Linked DNA regions of Triticum aestivum: all the other regions are linked to region 3. The links are chromatin contacts, called in public Hi-C maps. All regions are on one chromosome and are shown on one strand. Each heading gives the region's core, a stretch centred on a gene start, on an enhancer-like site or on the middle of the called end of the contact. The rest is flanking DNA. Distances are from core to core; before and after follow the strand shown. Region 1 holds the start of LOC123191338 (ATP-dependent DNA helicase Q-like SIM). Region 2 has its middle 20 kb from the start of LOC123191338. Region 3 holds the start of LOC123191327 (transport inhibitor response 1-like protein Os05g0150500).

Evidence for each region. Hi-C and Micro-C count contacts between places; a contact is called where the count stands out from the background.
Region 1: a contact with region 3 is called in a Hi-C map of leaf, with 2.6 times the contacts expected there. The contact joins the promoter of LOC123191338 here to the promoter of LOC123191327 in region 3. A contact is called at or near these places in 2 of 5 Hi-C or Micro-C datasets (both in leaf).
Region 2: a contact with region 3 is called in a Hi-C map of leaf, with 3 times the contacts expected there. The contact joins the enhancer-like site here to the promoter of LOC123191327 in region 3. A contact is called at or near these places in 2 of 5 Hi-C or Micro-C datasets (both in leaf).

What each region holds. Positions count from the first base shown.
Region 1 is chr1A:86,133,802-86,138,477 of IWGSC CS RefSeq v2.1, forward strand. LOC123191338 (ATP-dependent DNA helicase Q-like SIM) reads right to left here and starts at 1,552. Exons shown (of 16, transcript XM_044604122.1): 1 at 1,306-1,552; 2 at 426-1,108; 3 at 115-334; 4 at 1-39. The coding sequence starts at 984.
Region 2 is chr1A:86,113,140-86,117,341 of IWGSC CS RefSeq v2.1, forward strand. No RefSeq gene overlaps it. Among protein-coding and RNA genes, the nearest start is that of LOC123191338, 20 kb to the right of the region's middle. Within about 2 kb of position 2,157, at least 6 of the 8 cell types and tissues checked have an H3K27ac peak or open chromatin away from gene starts, as enhancers often do. A contact at or near this core is called in leaf, where this site is marked.
Region 3 is chr1A:85,252,969-85,257,430 of IWGSC CS RefSeq v2.1, forward strand. LOC123191327 (transport inhibitor response 1-like protein Os05g0150500) reads right to left here and starts at 2,583. Exons shown (of 3, transcript XM_044604116.1): 1 at 1,914-2,583. The coding sequence starts at 2,422.

The DNA.
Region 1 (4,676 bases), core at 302-2,801, 880 kb after region 3:
CCTGGTTTTTCTGCAAGTTTCTTCAATGGTTCCATCAGTCTGCATGTACAGAACTTCCCGAGTAAGCATGATGACCAATGAATCAATTTTAGCAATCAAAAGCAGAATGATTACCTTAAAACTGTCTCGGGGCAAACATAAATAATCTTATACATGCCAGCCATGGCTTTGCCCTCAACACGATTATCTGGTTGCCCTGATCCAAGGAAGCATGCTGATATCCCATGTTTTGCAAGTTTTAGGCACTGGTCGTGCATCAAACTAATCAAGGGTGAGATCACCACCACAACCTTCGTAGTCAAAAGAGCTGGAATCTGAAAGCAAAGTGACTTCCCTGCCAACATGGTCATTTTCACATCATTTATTTTATTACAGGTGCCTCAAACCTTGCATAACAATATAGAGATTGTATAATAATAAACTACCTGATCCAGTTGCTGCTAGAACAAGACAATCCTTGTGAGCAAACCAAGCATCCAAGGCTTCCTTTTGGAAACTCTTCACACAGGAGAATCCAAAATGCTTTTGCAAAACAGCACAAATTTTGTCGGTCCGGTCAAACTCGCCTCTAGGATCATCAACCAAAGTCTGATGTTTTGGCTTTGGTTGAAAACAGAGAGCAGCAGTCGATGCAGGGTTCATGTTGGCCGCTAAACAAGAATATGAGGTACTTGGCTCCTCGCCACAAGACTCGGTTTTACTGCCAGTGGTTGACGCGATATGATCAGTAATGCTAGACTGCTTAAATTTCCCCCTGGGATTAGCCAGTCTAGCACTCCTGTCAGAAGAGCGTCTTTGCGACCCCCCACCTGGCTTTCTTTGTGCACTACCAGAACCATTCAGCACAAACTCCACCACGTCAGCACGGCACGGACCGACAACACCGATGGCTTCACTGATCTTGTCGAACTCGAACCCCATCTCAAGCAACTCGGCAATGACATGATCAGCAGATACATCAGTGCCGGCAGAATTGGCATCCATGATCAGAACCAGTGAGCTGTGCTTCCAAACCAAGCTCGGTGCTCACTTGCTGAAGAACAGCAGATCCTTGAGGTCGAGGTTCGGTGCTAAGCTGCACGATGGTGAATAGTTCGCCTGGGTTGACCTGTCAATAAAACAGAACGCGGCGGCGATTAATTTCCATGCAATTGCTTGGCGCTGCCCCTAATTCCGGTTTAGATGGGCGAGGAGAGCAGTCGCCGTACGCGGGGTTCTCGGTTCGAACTAGAACCGAATTGGGTGGAGCGGCTAGGGTCGGATCGAACAGGGCGGGACCGGCGAGAAGAAACGGCGAGGATTTACCTGTGGAATCGGGCTCCTCGGTGCAGGATCCCCAATTCGTTCCGCGCCCTCCGCCTCACGCCGCCGCCGCCCTCTGCTCGCAGCTCCGGAGAGGGAGGGGAATGGGACGGCGAGGGTTTTGGTTTCGAATCACGGGAGAGAATGCGGCAGAAGCCTGGAGTTTCGTTCGAGGGCCGTGGCTGCCATGTGGGACTGGGACCAACGGGACGGCGCGCGAGCGAGGGAGACACGCGGTTCCGATTAGAAGAACTTTTCAGGCTCACCCGCAAGACTTGGGTATTGTCTGGGCCGGGCTGGGTTTAGGCCAGGCTTGCAAAACATGACCCCAAATGACATGCGAGGCCCAGAAAAGTGTGAAGATCACTTGCTATAGCGTACCCCTTATAAGGCCAACTCCACCGCGCGACCTCAAACGGACGTCCGTTTTGTCCGGATTCTGTACGTTTGGATATGGCGATGGAGTCGTGTCCGGACGTGTCCTGGGATGCGGTGGCCGTGCGCCCAGCGCGCGGCCCCATCCCTTTGTCCCATCCAGTCCGTCAAGGCCAAAATGCCTATATTTTCATCAAAACTAGTTTTACAACCCAAATATTTGTCTGAAAATTATAATAATTTTACAACCAAATCGAAATTGTCGTAACTGAACATAAAATGGACCAATACATCTATTGGTTGCCAATGTGATCACACACGTGCTCAATCAAGTCATTTTGAAGATTCAAATGAGTGTCAATCACGCATCTCACGATGGAATTGGGCAAAATGTTTAAATGTGGCCGGGTCTTGGTGCAGGGGCTCAATATTTTCACCTTGATAATCAAATCCTTGGTCGAAGATACTCTCATCACGCTCGTCCTTGACGATCATGTTATGCATGATCACACAAGCAGTCATCACCTCTCAAAGCTTCCTTTCATCCCATGACAGTGCAGGGTTTCGAACGATACCCCACCGGGATTGAAGTACACCAAAAGCACGTTCCATATCATTTCTAACACTCTCTTGCATTTGGGCAAATCTCTTTCTCTTCTCACCTTGGGGTTTCGAGATTGTTTTCACAAAAGTTGACCACTGAGGATATATACCATCTGCTAGATAGTATCCCTTGTTGTACTGGTGGCCATTGATCTCAAAGTTGACAGGTGGGAAGTGGCCTTCTGCAAGCCTCGCGAAGACTGGAGAACGCTGCAGCACGTTGATATCATTGTGAGAACCTGCCATGTCGAAGAAAGAATGTCATATCCAAAGATCCTGCAATGCCACCGCTTCTAATATGATAGTGCACCCGTTGACATGCCCCTTGTACTGGCCCTGCCAAGCAAATGGACAGTTCTTCCACTCTCAGTGCATACAATCTATACAACCAAGCATGCCTGGAAAGCCTCTAGCTGCATTGGTCGCCAACAATCTCTCTGTATCAGCGGCAGTTGGCTGCCTCAAGTACTTTGGGCCAAACACCTCGATCACGCCTGGCAAAACTTAGACATTGACATCAGACATGTTGTCTCACTCATACGGACATACTCATCCACCAGATCGCTTGAAATTACATATGCAAGCATGCGGATGGCCGCGGTGCATTTCTGGTAAGAGGAGAATCCAAGCTTGCCCAGGGCATCCGTCTTGCACTCGAAGTATGGGCCATGAGCAACCACTCCCTCTCGGATATGATTAAACACATGCCTTGCCATTCGAAAACGGCGGCGGAATTTATCCGGCTTGAAGAGCGGGGTGTTGGCAAAGTAATCAGCATAGAGCAGGGCGTGGCCTCTCTCCCTGTTGCGGTTCAGGTTGGGAGCACAACTAGGGACTGACCCCCTGTACCGAGGAAGCTACCGTTGAATGTGGTCGTGAACGACCAGTGCAGCCACCACAAGATCTTCATCATCCGACGATGAATTATCCGATGAACAAAGGAAGTGATGGAAGAAAAACTCGTCTCCACTGTCCATACCTTTATGGGCAAAATGCCGAATATCTTGCAGTCGTGGTGGCGAAGAGGCCGCGATGATCACCTCAACGCGGCAGGGGTGGTTGCCGGCCGGCTACTGGCCGCTCTGGAGCTCTCGTCGGAAGCTGCCGAGGCCGCCGTGGTACGTCGCCGGCGGTCGTCTCCCCTCTGTGACCGACAAAGACGGCGACGGCCAAACCTCCGATCGACGGCCAAAACTACGGCCAAAGCGCGGGCGTGGTAGTGGCCATGTCGAGACATGGTTTGGTAGGGACGGTCGGGGGCTGCGCGGTGAGGAAGCGGCCGGAGAATAGCGGCGGCGCCGGCGGAGGGTGAAAGTGTTGGGAATGGAGGGACTGCTAGTGTCCCCGACAGGCGGGCCACGGGGGGACAAGGGCATGCGTCCAGGCCGTCCGCACGCGTCGAGATGGGTCGAAAACGGACGGAATCCGGACATTTGTCTGTTTCAGGCGGCACGCTGGGCCGCGCTATTCGTCCGTTTTACCCCAAACGGACGCGCGCAGACAGGATGGGGTCGTGCGGTGGAGTTGGCCTAAATGTCACTCGATTCTCTATCTCAAAAAAATGTCACTCGATTCTAAAAAGAATGTCACTCTTATCTTCTTTTGTAGTGACTGGATAATTTACCCGTGCATTGCAATTCATTCCAGTAGTTCATCCCATAATTGAATGTTTTTTACTCCCTTCGTATCAAAATATAAGACCAATTTTTCTATAAAAAATCAAAATATAAGACGTTTTTGTAGTTTGTGTAGCCTAAAAAACTTCTTATATTTTGACACGGAGATAATATTACATTTCCGCCCTAAAATCTTAGTAAGTTTTTTGTATGCAATTGCCATGATTTATCCGTTATCTTATTGTTGAAAACGTTTTTGATAAGAATTTCTTGACTTACCAAAGAAAATACTCCCTTTGTAAAAGAAAATGACGTTGTAGAGACTTGTTTACAGAGGTTGTATTATTTAGGAGAATTGTCCGAGAGGGGAGGGGAAATGAAATCTTACTGTTAAGCACTTATTTGGTAAGAGTTTATTAATTTATCAAAGAACAATATTAGATGGGAGAAAAATCAAAGATGAGAGGGAAAAAAACCAAACATGATAAGGGAAGGCGACACCATATATAAAGAGATGTTGGACGAAGGAAAGAGTGAATATGTTTCTTCAAGTATTATAGAGATGGAGATTAAGTGGTAGACACAATTGGCTCGCTGGATGTGTGACACTTGTCGCAATCTGAGAGTTTTGTGTTTTTTCATTGATTCATTTCTTTTAAAACATTTTATCTCTTGAACCATGCGTCCATATCACGGACAGTTTTCACTGTTATGTTTCTCGCGTCGAGATTTTTGAAAATAAATCACATGTTAGGAGGTTTAAACTAACTTTTTTCTCCA
Region 2 (4,202 bases), core at 907-3,406, 860 kb after region 3:
TGGGCTGAGGCCATTCTTCGTCCGGGTCAGGGGCACGATAAGACATAATGTTTTTCTCTGGCAAAAATCCAATGGTGACAAATTCTTTCAAGGTATCCTCAGTAATTGTGTAAGGGACCCAGTTGCATATTGTTGGCGCTTTTGACGGCATGATGAAAATAGGGCAAGCTGAAAAGAAAGTAATTTGTCGGTTCAAATTATTGGTGGAGTTACAGGTTAATGATTATAGTACAGATGAGTAATGGCGGCTTAAGTAAGGGCTAATGATATATAAAGGAAAACTGAGACGGAGTCATAAGCCGCCATGACTAAAGATATTCAAAGGTTGCCTGAGTCAGAATTGGCTAAGTGCTAAGATAAACAAGTTTCACAAGTTGTTGCTATTATTTTAGATCAAGATGGTTCAAAAAGGGAAATAAATCTAGACCTGAAAACCAGCACAGAGGAGTTCGTCAGTTCTAAAGAGGCCTTTGGACAGGAGAAAGGGATCTGCTAGCATCTGAAATGGATGCAAAACAACTACCGCATAGGTTTTATACTTCTTTTAGATCAAAGGAGGGTGCGGTGGAGAAACTGCAAGGAATCCGCAATGAATAGCGAAGAACATGGAAAGAACTCGCAAACCCTAATGCAGATCTAAGGTGTGAGAAAGCAAGAACTTACGGATGCAGGTCTGTTGCGGAGGGTCGTCGTCGTTTCTCTGGACAGCTCAGGGGGATGCAGCGGCCGAGCTTGAGGACGACGATGAGCGTTGCGGCGGCGGCGGAGCTCGAGCGATAGAAGGGTTGCGAGAGAGGAAGAAGATGATGGAAAAGGGGGAGAATGAAGAAAAGCCAGTCGTGCCTATTTATAAGGAGAAGACTGATAAGTGGGCGCGAAAAACAAGGAGACCAAAACATGGTTATCCAGCTACCCAGGCGCCTCGATTTTAGGGAAGGCATTAAAGATAAAGATCCGTTAAAAGATGACGTGGTGGCGGGTTTTCGAAAAATCCGAAGATGACGTCATGGCGGGTTACAAAGCTTTCGCAAAACAGTAATAGATGGATTTTTTCTAAATATTGAAGATTGACGAGAACAAAGTTCAAATCAACCTGGAGCCTAATGTTGGGGATATAACTACCAGGTATGACCCGCCTAGAAGGGGTCGGGTCAATAGCAATGGCAGATTAACTAAAGGAAGCCCGAAGAATATACAAAGTGACGGCTTATGATAAGGTTGTAGTAGGCCGATGCCCGGAGGCGGCTTAAGGTCCATGAGTATAAACCGCCATGTACGATAAGACTTGTAAAGTAAGGCATGTAAAAGACGTCACCGAGCCGGACACGTTGTATGAGCCGTCCGGGACTCTGTAGACCGCAGGGCGTCAACCCGTGTATATAAGGGGACGACCCGGCAGCGGCTTAGGGAAAGAAACAACAGATCTTGTTTCACCGTGTGTTCTGTACTAATTCACCATGTGTTCTGTACAACCCACATATGGTCTATCTTCTAGCCAAAATTGACACGGAAGATATGTCGATGCCCCTATCATTCTTCTATGTAGACGTGTGTGGTACTTTTTCACAACTTTCTAGAACTTGTAGGATGTGGCCTCCGTCAAGATCCAAGCAAACCAACAAAGTGTACTACATGTGAACCAGATGTCCTAATCAGCACTTACCCGAAACACCCCACTTCTTGTTTGGTCTAATGATTCCACCAGCGGTGGTGTAGCATGAACTTCGTCTCTAATTGGTATCTGTTATATTCACCGTCATATGGTTCAAACTCCTCATGTCAAACCCTAGCACCGACGGCTCAAATGATTTACTAGAACAAAATGCATGAAGAAGAAGCATCCACGAAAGAGCTGCCATCATCATAGGGTTTCTTTCTTTCTAACACACCAAAAAAACCTCCATTATGCTCCTAAAAAAGCTTGAATCATTCGGACGCATTCCCTAACCCAAATCCCTAAACCGGTTGTTAGATAGATCCCCACATAGACAGATGATGATGAAGTTGGATGACATCCTGCTGCTGCTGCCGCAGTGGCAGTGCAATCTACTCTTTTCATGGGGAGGTCCCTCCCCTTCCCCCAATTTCCTTGGCCGGCAAAAAGGGCTACAGGGAGCCAGCCCCAGCAGCCAGCAGGCCTGCCCGCTCCTGTGCCTGTGTGCTTGCTTGGGTACGCTGCACCTCCGTATCATCTCATCTCACCTCTCCTGCGCAATGCATGCATCATAACTCCTCACGTCTCATGATGCTTATCGCTTACTCCTTTTTCAATCTTCTCTTTTCCTTGTCACATGAATCTCACCCGAAACTACTTATTCTCCATTGGATCGGAGAAAAACATCTAGCGCTCGTGTACCTTTCAGCAGGAGCATTTGAATTCACACGGAATTCCTTTTTTCCAGCCCGCACTTTCACAAAATAATGACAGGGAGAAGAAAGAAAAGAAAAGAAAGCAGAGAGAGGAGAGGGTGGCATGCATGATGCGAGGATAGGGGAGGTGGGCCCGGCTGTCCAGATCCGATTGACCAAATCATTTGGCAGCCCAAATGACCGGAGCGCCCCCGGTGACGTCACCCCTGCCCGCTCGTCTGCTTTTCTCCGCTTTGGCCCCCTGACGCGGTGGGCCGGCTCCCTTTTTCAGGCCTGCCTTCCCGAAAACATCATCGACGCGTCCGGCTTTTCCTCTTTTCTTATCCTCTTTCTTTTTCCTGCTCTCCCTCGTAGTACTAGATGGCGATGAATGATGCGTGGCCCTCGGGGGGAGGAGGGGAGACGTACAGCAATAGGCTGATGATGCACGCGCGCGCACATGCGGCTTGGTCTTTGCTGCTGCCGTGTCGCCCGTTGCATCGTCTTCCAGCCGGCCACCTTGCCAATGTGATTGATAAAACAAAGAGAATGTTCACCTCTCCATCTACTCCTAGTATATCTGTTTCGTCGGCAGGAAAAATGAAGGTGGATCCTAAGAGCAACTCCAACGGAGCGATCCAAACGGACGTGTTTTGTCTGTTTTTTATTCGTTTGGATTGGTCATGCGGATATACGCGTCCGCATTCTCAAAATGGGTCGACTTGACCGCCCAACAAGAGACTGACCTAAATGTGCCGGCGTTGAAAAGAAAACAGCTCACACAAAATGAACACAAATGGCCTGTCAACCGCTGGTCAAAGTCCACTTAAATCTAATTAAACATTAATTAAAACATTAAAAAAAAGTCTGTGTCGCCCCGCACGCTGCCCTAGACATCATCGGTCTTGCCCTTGCCTTTGATGTTGACGCCGCCGTCGCCATCGCCGCCGGTGAGGTCGATGAAGACGGGAACAGGGCCAGCCCACCCGAACGCCGCCTAGTATGCTGCCAGGGCAGCCTCCTTCGGCGTCTGTTGGGACTGCGGCATTGCGGCTAGCCGCGGGCGCTCCTCCTCCTCGAGCCGGAGCGCCTCCACGTTGCGATGGAGCATCGCCTCATAGCGCATCTGCCGCTCGCCGTCGACCTGCTTCTGGCGGAACCAGTGCGCCTTCCAGCGCTCAAGGTGGGCCGCCTCCTGCGTCGATGACGTGGACAGGAGGCGCGCTCGCCCACTCGCGGTACTGGCCTGTCCACGAGTATGCCTCCTCCGGCCAAGTGGGTGGAGGCGGGGAGCGCTTCCGTGTCAGCGACGGCTCCGGCTCCGGCTTGGGCTCTGATACGTCTTCAACGTATCTATAATTTATTGTTCCATGTTGTTATATTATCAATCTTGAATGTTTTATAATCATTTTTTGGTACTAACCTATTGGCATAGTGCCAGGTGCCAGTTGCTTTTTTTCCATGTTTTTTACATCTCAGAAAATCAATATCAAACGGAGTCCAAACACAAAGAAACTTTACGGAGATTTTTTTTGGACCTGAAAGAACATAATAGGCCCTAGCTGCACCTGAGGGGTGCTCCGAACAGAGCACAACCCACTAGGGCGCACCAGGAGGCCCAGGCGCGCCCTGGTGAGTTGTGCCCACCTCAGGTGCCCCCGGACCGCCCCTTTGCTCTATAAATACCCCGGTATTCCAAAAACCCTAGGGGAGTCGACGAAATATTGATCCAGCCGCCGCAGAGTCCAGAACCACCAGATTCAATCTAGACAACACCTCGGATGGGGTTCACCACCTCCATTGATGCCTCTCCGATAATGTGTGAGTAGTTCTTTGTAGACCTTCGGGTCCGT
Region 3 (4,462 bases), core at 1,333-3,832:
CTCCATGATTATCAGGCGGCAGTCCAGGAACTTATTTTGGATGCAAAATAATGGTAAGTATCAGGTTTTTCTTGGCTGACAAGGACACTTGCTAAGATCTCCATTATTTGCAGCCTCAGGATATGATTAGTATGAGCTAGCTAGCTCTGCCATAAATTGGATCTAGAGCTGGGCCCCCCTCATCAGACCAACCACTTCCAAACCACAGCATATTTTTTTAGGAAAGAAAAATAATATGAACTACCCAACTTAGATTCAATTATGTTAACTATCAACCTCATCCAAAACAAGATATTGAGGGATTCATCAAATGTTGAATTCACACATACCAAATTATTTATCAAAACAAGAACAAGGAAAGTGCTTCTAACAAACTAAATTGCATTACCATGTCATGTCCAGTCCAAATGATACAAAGTGTGCGCACTCACATCTATGTAGTCAAAAATTTCTAGGACAAAGACGTGAGAAAAGCTCAAGGACAACTGAATAGTAGGTCCAAGAATCGACAGAACACTCACAAGTGAATGTAGCGTTTGTTTTTCAGATAGAAAAAAATGTATCTGTACTCTCTTTCTCGACGAGAAAAAAAATGTATCTGTACTCTCTTTCTCGACGATAGTCGATAAACAGTACTGATTACAACAATCTGTATTACCAAGGTTCAGTCTAATGATTTGTTATGCACCTGCATATATGGCATCAGATTAGAATATAAACAATGCACATTCAGTTACTGCAGACTCTCTTCTATGTTTGCACAGGATAACACAATAGTATCAAAAGCTGATCAAACATCATTAGCCTTTCCTCACAGCTTAATACTTTCCTATCACTCAAAACTATCAAAACAGTACTGGTAGTGCACATTAAGTACTATGGATTTCTATCCAAATTCCTACGTACCAAATCCTTCAAGTTCCTTTTTAAAAGGTACGGATCTTATAAATTCCTACTTTCTGTCTAAGGGATTCCCGCAAGCTCAACTAATCAGACTATACAAAGGAAGGGATCAAAGTTGCTTGTTTCACTAATCCATTATATGCAGGCATTATGAGCACTGGAGCAAATATCACATTCTCCCTTGAGAATCCCCCAAAAAAAGGGGAAAACCACAGAAATGGGGATCCATATCTTCAGAACATGCTAAAGACATGTTTCTTTAGAATCTAGAAGCTCAAATCAGGAGGGCAAGTCCACAAACACACGCGAAGGTAACTGAAAAATTGAAAGGAGAACAATTCAAGCGAGATCCGGTGCCTCGGGCTCATGACGTGGGGGTATACATTTTTTTAAGTAAAGGCGCATCTGATTGGTTTTAATTAAACTAGAAATAATTCCATCCTTTTGGCAAAAAGAGAAAAAGGGATGCATCCATCATTGGTACACAGATAGATATATATCGTCTGCCAATCCCACAGATCCGTTCACCAGAGGTCATGCTCACACAATGCAATCAAACATGGGCCAAAGCTTCTGGAGAACAGGATGAAGGCTAGTTTGCAAATCACAGTTCAAAGCTTTGAAAGACATGACACTCGTTTGACTAGCACAAGAACACACTTGAGCGTATTAGGAGAGAAATAACAATAGCACCTCCTTCGAATAGATCAAATCCTTTCACACTTAAACTAGGAGTAGATCAAATCTTAACTGAAACTTGCATCTATTTCAAAGAAGTACCAAATGATACGCACACAAGAAAATCAGTTGTTTAGTTCAAAATCGTTGAACCATTTTGAGGAAAAGCAGAGAAAATGTAATCATTTTAGCCGAACCAAGAACTAGTTAGATCACAAAAACCGAAAGCTCAAATGACCGAACAAGGCTCAAATCTGCAAGAGAAGGAAGCAAAGAAGCGCCCAAATCTCCCGTCTTAGCTCAAAGCTTGACCGCCAAAGTCGGGGCCTCACCTGCAACCTTCGGTAATGGCGGCGAGGCCGGCGGTGCTGAATCCCTCGCATGAGACGAGGCGCAGGACCTGGAAGTTCCGGAAGGAGGAGGCGATCATCTCCAGGCACTCGTCGGTGACGACCATGCGCTTGAAGCTGAGCTCCTCGAGAAGCGGCCAGCCTTCGGCGGCGGCGGCGACCCAGGGCGCGGCCTCGGCGCCCCAGGCGGGCGGGACGAGCCCGAAGTCCGCGAAGTGGGGCTTGCCCTTGACCTCGGCGGCGCGGACGGAGGGGAAGCGGTCGACGGCGTCGCGCGGTGCGGCGGCGTAGCAGTTGGCGACGGCGAGGCGGCGCCGGGAGCGGCGCTCGGCCCCGAGCCAGCCGTGGCAGACGGCCGCCGCGGCGCCGCGGTCGGCGGCGGCGGGGAGGAAGGAGAAGGCGTGCTCCAGGACCTCGTCCGGGAGCGAGTGCCAGGGGGGCGCGGCGGCCGCGGCGGGGCCGGCGCCGTCGCGCGCGCCGCCGCGGCCCATCGGGGCGGCGCGGGCCGTCGGTGGCCCGGGCTGGCTACCCGGCGGCTGGGGCGGGCCGGTGGAGCGCGCGGGGAGGCGGCGGCGGCGGCAGGGAGAGCATCTGGAGAGGAGGGGTGGAGAGAGAGGCTGCTGGCTCTCTCTTCTGTCTCTGCTCTCCCCCCTGGTCTTCTCTCTACTTCTCTCCTCTCACCCTCACCTCTCTTTCTCTCTCTCCTTGCTTTTCTATTTTCATTTTTTTAGAAGGAGATTTCCATTTTATTTTCTTTAGATAGACAGTGAGAGAGAGAGGAGTGAGTGTGCACTGTCGTTGTCCTTTTGTTTTCTTTTAGATAGAGGACATTTTCTATATTTTCTGTAATGTATTTCAGGTTTAGTTCTCACTGTTTCAGATTTATTTGTTTGGAGGGAGAAAAGAACTATTCTTTTACTGCTGTGTGCTGAGCTAGGGGCGAGCGAGCGAGCATGAAGAGGGAATGAACAGTGATGGAACTGATGGTAGGATTGAGGCGCTTGTTTCAGCTTGGGTTTTTTGGGGATTTGGGACGTGGACGCTGGATTCTGTGCGGAGTGGTTTGTGGCGGACGGTGTTCCTTTGAAATGAACGGGGCTGTTGTTCCTTTGAAATGAACGGGGCTGTTTAGGGGTGTTTGTTTCCAAGGACTTTTTGGTGTAGGAACTAAAAAAAGTCTCTCTTAAATTTTTTTAATTAAACGGAAGAGACTACTAGGGACTAAAAGTTGCTTTTGGGGACTAAATGAACAGGGGGTGTTTGTTTCCAATGACTTTTTGGTGTAGGGACTAAAAAAGTCCCTCTTAGACTTTTTAATCAAACGGGAGGGACTACTAGGGACTAAAAGTTGCTTTTTGGGACTAAATGGAGAAGACTCTTAAGGAGAGTCTTTTGGGGACTTTTTGAGACTTTTTCAACAATGCCCCTGCATACACCCATTGGCCCGCCACCCCATAATATTGTTTGATTGTTATTTTTCTATATACTAGGGGTAACATGGTCATTTAATAACCTGTAGAGAGGGACTAGGGACTTTTTAGTCCCTGGAAACAAACAGAGAGGGACTTTTTAGGGACTAGGGACTTTTTAGTTAGGACTAGAAAAAGTCCTAGGACTTATGAACCAAACAGGGCCTTAGTTCTCAGTCACACCTAATCTTAGGTAATTTTGATCAAATTAGGTAGGTGTTTGGTTTTAGCTACACCTAAGGCAAGGATTTTTTTATGAGCGGTGAACCTCACATGTCATAGATATAAAAAGTGTGGCAAGATTTCTTTAGACAAGCCAAAGTGTGGCTAACAATTTGAGCAACTCAACTAAGGCAAGTGTGGCAAAAATCATGTGGCAATATATGGCAAAGATAGTCACAATCCAAACAGCCCCAACGTTGCTAAACAGACAACCACAATAGTTGGACGAACTGTGCACGATAAGAGCATCTACAACCGGACCCCTAAACCCATCTCAAACATCCGGACAGACCGCGCGATCATGATTTTTTGACCCAAACGGGCCTCTTAAATGGCCCTCAAACGCCCGGGCAGACCGGCACCCTCATATCAAGCCTAAATATGGGGCGGATATGAGGCGTCCGGGCACGTCCGCCACGTCGGTCTGACGGTGGGGTCCCATGCGGAAACGCCTGGAAACCCGACGGTCTGACGAATGCCGCGGTGTGAACGTCGCGTGGCGCCGCTTCGGCTCGCCGCCCAAGATCAAATTCGGCTATTTAAGTCGGCCTACATCCCACAACCCTAACCCACCCCATTCTCCCTCTCTGCATCGCCAGTTCGAGCCCATCCAGCTCCTCCCTCTCCCGCTCCGGCGCTCTGCCCAAGGTCGGATGCTGCGCCCGCGCTCCGGCACTCCGCCATGGTCCGAAGCAAGATCACCTACTACGCCATGCTGATACCGAAGCACCGCTATGAGATCCATCATGAGATTCGGGCGAGGCAAGCCGCGCGCGCCACCCTCATTGTTGTCGGCCTGCCTCTGGACTGGCCGGAGCCGAAGGAGGAGGAGGAGTAGAC